Regions from separate parts of the Sus scrofa genome. Here region 2 is linked to region 1. A link is a contact called in public Hi-C data. All regions are on one chromosome and are shown on one strand. The core of a region is the stretch at or near the end of the contact, and the rest is flanking DNA. Distances in the headings are between cores, read along the strand shown. Region 1 overlaps ANKRD6 (ankyrin repeat domain-containing protein 6). Region 2 overlaps ANKRD6 (ankyrin repeat domain-containing protein 6).

Region 1 (2,832 bases), core at 212-2,711:
TTGCAGCACTATTCACAATAGTCAAGACATGGAAACAACCTAAATCTTCGTGACAGATGACTGGATTAGGAAGATGTGGTATATACACACAATGGAATACTACTCAGCCATAAAAAAGAACAAAATAATGCCGTTTGCAACAACATGGATGGAACCAGAGACTCTCATGCTGAGTGAAGTCAGAAAGAGAAAGACAAATACCATATGATTTCACTTATATCTGGAATCTAATGTATGGCACAAATGAACCTTTCCACAGAAGAGAAACTCCTGGACTTGGAGAACAAACTTGCGGTTGCCAAGGGGGAGGGAGGGGGAGTGGGATGGATTGGGATTTTGGGGTTAACAGATGCAGACTATTGCCTTTGGAATAGATAGGCAATGAGATCCTGCTGTATAGCACTTGGAACTATGTCTGGTCACTTGTGATGGAGCACGATAATGTGAGAAAAAAGATTATATACTTTTATGTATAACTGGGTCACCATGCTGTACAGTAGAAAATTGACAGAACATTGTAAACCAGCTATAATGAAAAAATAAAATAATTTGAAAAAAAAAAAAAAACACTTTGCTGATTTAGAATGGATAAGCAATGACGTCCTATTGTACAGCACAGGGAACCATAGCCAATCTCTTGGGATAGACAATATAAGAAAAGGAATGCTTGAGGTTCCCGTTGTGGCTCAGGGGTTAACGAATCTGATTAGGAACCATGAGGTCACAGGTTCAATCCCTGGCCTTGCTCAGTGGGTTAAGGATCCAGCATTGCTGTGAGCTGTGGTATAGGTCTCAGACTCGGCTCAGATCCCACATTGCTGTGGCTCTGGCATAGCTCCAATTAGATCCCTGGCCTGGGAACCTCTATGTGCTGCAGGTTTGGCCCTAGAAAAGGCAAAAAAAAAAAAAAAAAAAAAAAAAAAAAAAAAAAAAAAGAAGAAATAAAAGGAATGTCGAGATTCCCATTTGTAGCTCAGCAGGTTATGGGTCCAACTAGTATCCATGAGGATTCAGGTTCAACCCCTGGCCTCGCTCAGTGGGTTAAGGATCCGGCATTGCCGTGAGCTATGGCTACGGTGTAGGTTGCAGACACAGCTCAGGTATGGTCTTGCTGTGGTTGTGGCATAGGCTGGCAGCTGCAGCTCTGATTTGACCCTTAGCCTGGGCGCTTCCATATGCTGTGGGTGCAGCCATAAAAAGCAAAAAAAAAGAAAGAAAAGGGATACATATATATGTATGACTGGGTCACCATGCTGTATAGGAGAAATTGTCACAACACTAAATCAACTATATTTTAATACTTTAAAATATACATATATGTAAAATAAAATAAAAAGCTTTGTTAAAACCCTTTAGGAAAGCCTGGGATATTTGGAGTCTGAGCGCCCCTCAACCCCAGTCCCCTGTTCCCCTTGCCCAGCCCTGCCATAAAACTTTCTCTGCTCCAAACCTAGACATTTCAGTTTGTTTGACCTCACTGTGCATTGGGCACATGAACTTGGGTTCAGTAATACTAATGAGAAGCTGAAGTGGTCATATCGGGAATCATCTGACTGTCGCCCTCATTATTGTGTTAGGTCATGTGGTTTAAATGTTCATGACTGCATTTGTGTTTATCATCAAATGCAGGTGGCTGGATTGCTGAGAACCACTCAGAAGCAGACTTTATCTAGCAATGCTGTATGAGACATGTGAAGGCCAGGCCAGGTCACGGCATGCTGGGCAGAGGGGTCTCAGTCACCTAACAGAGACAGTGGGTAGGAGAACTGTGTTATCAACAAGCAACTCATAGCACAGGCCTGCTGAGCCAGGAACCTGGGCCACAGCTCTCACTACGAAGTCCAGGAGCAAACACTGTGGATCCCATCTTTGCATACACCAACGGGCAACAATTTCTTCATGGTAAATGTAAAAGTAAGTGCAAGGAAGTGAATGATCTTCACAAAAAAACAGAATAAAAGGACTAACCTACTGTTTTGCAAGTTATATAGCTAATTTTGTGTACATTTCCTGTCATGTTGCTGGAGCTATTTTTTTCTTCCACTGTGCCTAGAAGTTAAATTTGGTTGGAGGGGCAAAGAGCATGAGGACTACATTTAATGGTTCTACATCACATCATCCCACACATAAACAGTTCCTGATCAATGGAGAGGAGTTGGAGCACAGAAAATATCACATGCAGGTGAACTACCTTGCTTTTTCGACTGTGGATGCTTTATCAAAGCTGTTTTGTGGCTACTTCATTTCCTTTTTTTTTTTTTTTTTGCCATTTCTTTGGGCCGCTCCCATGGCATATGGAGGTTCCCAGGCTAGGGGTCGAATCGGAGCTGTAGCCGCCGGCCTACGCCAGAGCCACAGCAACGCGGGATCCGAGCCGTGTCTGCAACCTACACCACAGCTCACGGCAACGCCGGACTGTTAACCCACTGAGCAAGGACAGGGACCAAACCCGCAACCTCATGGTTCCTAGTCGGATTCGTTAACCACTGCGCCACGACGGGAACTCCATTTCCTTAATTATGTTTGCCCAGAGCAATACTGTATGAGTTTATGTTCCCAATTATTGGGAAGGGGAGGTCCCAGAGCACATAGGATGTTAGAAGGAAGCCAAGCTGAGTTTTTTAATTCAGCTGAGAAAAGCTGGTAGGAGTGAATACTGAGAAATGAGAAAATACGGCAGTACGTATCTAAAGCCTCTAACGATCCAGAAATTCCACTTTTAGGAACCAATGGAAAAGTAGTAACTCTGGAGGTCAGAAAAGATCAAGTTGCAAGAAAGCCAGGGGTGGGTTAGCAGAGATGGCACAGTCACATAATGATGGTGATGCTGAT
Region 2 (2,735 bases), core at 159-2,658, 130 kb before region 1:
CACATGCCACTGGTGCGGCCCTCAAAAGACAAAAATAAATAAATAAATAAAAAATGCTGTGTAAGCATTTCACATCAGAAGCAATTTAAACATGCTCTTAAAGATTTCTAAGTTAACAGGCCTTAAAGAAAGAAATCACATGAAAGATTTAAAGAAATCACATCACAGGCCTCCTCTCCTCCCTGACAGCCCGCCCGACATGCTCAGGTAGCGTGTGCAGAACAGGAGTGTGTGCTGAGGTTTCTGATTTCATTTTCTGCCAAGACAGCCCACGGTGAGGACAGTGACCTCTTACCTGGTGCTGGGTCTTACTCTCCATATGCCCCAGCTTGGTGTTCATTTTATCCTGAACTGACACCAGCTCTGCTTTGATCTCCTCCACAGTTGCCTCCAGCTGATTCTCCAGCTTGTTGATTAGGGGTTCACATCGACAACCATTTATCGGCGCCTAAGCGGGAAGCCAAAAAGCAATCAGTCCACCAAGTTCATTCCTTCTGCAAATATGTGTTCAGTACCCACCGTGTGCTGGTCAGCAGACCCGGGGGACACACGTGTGGAGGAGACCCATCCCAGTCGTCCAAGATTCTGGACCATCCTAGAGGCCAAACTTTGGTCCGGTGGGTGCTAAGAGGATTCAGAGACGCTAACATCCAGTCCTCAAGCTGCTTTTATCTACTCTTGGGCCTCAAGATCATCTAGTCACCACAGGTGGTGCAGAAAGCTTTGTAACAACATCTCTGCTGGCCTGGCCTAAATGGCAGGAGGGTACCTGCACTGTTTAGGTGGGGAGGGCCAGCTGGTTCATCTGTAAAGCACATGCCTTCTGTAGTCAAAGTGGAGGTTAGCCCACAGGGGCCATGTCGCACAGACACCTCACTTACGCCCACAGTCCTGCCCTGACAGGGCCGGGCAGGTACCTGCATCACTTTGCCGTCCTTGCCCCGGTACAGCGTGTAGAGCTGGTATGCTCTGAACTCATGCGGAGGAGGTGGGGGCGAACAGCGACGCCTGGGCCTCTTTTTAGGGTGACTGTGAGTGTGTGTGTTCTTCTGCTGTCCGGGCTGCTGGTCTGCTGGTGGGGTGGGGTCAGAAAATGCCGACACCTGTGGGAGACAAGGAGACTGCCACCCTGAGCACTGTGACATCAGCAAGGCTGAAGCCCAGCCAGCGGGTCCCCCCTCGCCCGCTTTGCAGTGAAGAACCCCGCCTTACTAATAAGCTCACGGCTTTCTACTCCAGGTACCAGGCATCAAAAGAGGTGTATCAGCACGCTAACCTCGTGCCTGCAGCTGGCCACGCCCAACTCTGCTCCGGCTCCAAACCAGCAAGCCAGCCAAGGGAAGTGGCTCTTTAGCTGCTGGGCATGACACTATCACGGGGCTCTTGGCCAACCCGCCTCTCCGCCCTCTTGGCTGCTCTCACGTGCCTCCTGACCTTGGGCCTGGACTTTCTCTGCCTGCAGTCCTTGGCTCTGGGTTCCGGGGAGGCGGACAGGCAATCTTCTTTGGCCTCTTCTTTTCTGGGTGCAGCCTGTTCACTGCTATGGGTGTCTCCTGCTGAGACACTTCCCTACAGAGAAAAAAAAGCCCAGAAACCTCTTCTACTTGACCCCTCAGCCTTCTTCAATAATAGCATAAAACTTCCAAGACTCTATCCACTAAAGGACCCCCTGGGAATATTTGCCAGTGACAAATTTCAGACACAGGGAGCACTGCTTGGTGGTCTTAACTGAACACGTGTGCTTTCCCAAGTAAGTTGATTATCTGGCTTTTACTTTATTTATTAAGTGCCAACTAGACATAGCCTTGGGTCTAATTCTATGTTTAAGAACTTCAGGAACCTACCACACACAAAACACCTCAGCGTTTACGATTTTTAGTCTTCTGCATTTCCAAAAAAATCCCCAACCCCATTTATTCTTTGAGCTTGGACCCTCATAATTCATAGAGGAGAGTGAGAACCCTCTGAAATGAGAAAACATCACGTGTCTGGTCCTTGTGAGAACTTTTACAAATTAATTTGTACAATTCACACACAGGAACTTAATCAGAGTTATGAGGTCTTAACCCTGGAAACTGATAAGATTTTCAAACGGACATAAAAGTTGCCAAACGTTATCTCTATATCCTAGTCTTCTTCCTCCTGGGAGAGCTAAAAGGTATGGTATGGTTCCTTCCAGGGCTGCCATGTACAGTTGTGCAAGATGTTCACTGCACAAAGGCACCTACCCAAAGACATGAGCAGGGCAGAAGGAGCTAAAGTCCAACCTGGGCTCTATGCAAGTCCTGGGCTGGTCTGCCCAGGAGGCATCTTCTTCTCATTTGCACTGAGGAGCCATATGGGCTAGCATAGCCTCAGTTTACTCCCTCATTGGAAAGAGAGGTGGCAAGCTATGCCAGCGGTGTTCCAACTTCCATCCCCATTGAAATTACCTGGGAGGCTTGTTCAAACAGACTGCTGGGCCCCACCCCAGAGTTTCTGATCCAGTGGGTCTGGGGTAAGGCCCCCAAATCTGCATTTCTAACAAGGTTCTAAGTAACACAGTGGATCCACCCCTTGAAAACCACTGCTCTACACGAAGAAGGCGCGGTGGCAGAGAAGCAGGGCTGTCCACATGGAAGTGACAAGGCCACAGGTGCAGGGGACTTGTAAATACAGCTGCACGGGGTGCTGGAAGAGAGGTGGCACACGTGCATGTGGCCTGAAATCATGGAGAGTGGAAGACAAGAGGCCAG

What was found. A called contact is a pair of places that touch in the nucleus more often than the background predicts.
Region 2: a contact with region 1 is called in a Hi-C map of skeletal muscle, with 2.4 times the contacts expected there. The contact joins two enhancer-like sites. A contact is called at or near these places in 2 of 47 Hi-C or Micro-C datasets (fetal heart ventricle and skeletal muscle) and 1 of 2 datasets of contacts at active chromatin or transcription factors (skeletal muscle).

The regions. Positions count from the first base shown.
Region 1 is chr1:57,506,415-57,509,246 of Sscrofa11.1, reverse strand. All of the region lies in intron 1 of ANKRD6 (ankyrin repeat domain-containing protein 6), which reads right to left. Among named protein-coding and RNA genes, the nearest start is that of ANKRD6, 70 kb to the right of the region's middle. Within about 2 kb of position 1,461, at least 3 of the 83 cell types and tissues checked have an H3K27ac peak or open chromatin away from gene starts, as enhancers often do.
Region 2 is chr1:57,632,379-57,635,113 of Sscrofa11.1, reverse strand. It overlaps ANKRD6 (ankyrin repeat domain-containing protein 6), which reads right to left. Exons shown (of 16, transcript XM_021089998.1): 11 at 1,435-1,569; 12 at 918-1,103; 13 at 296-448. Among named protein-coding and RNA genes, the nearest start is that of LYRM2, 21 kb to the left of the region's middle. Within about 2 kb of position 1,408, at least 5 of the 83 cell types and tissues checked have an H3K27ac peak or open chromatin away from gene starts, as enhancers often do.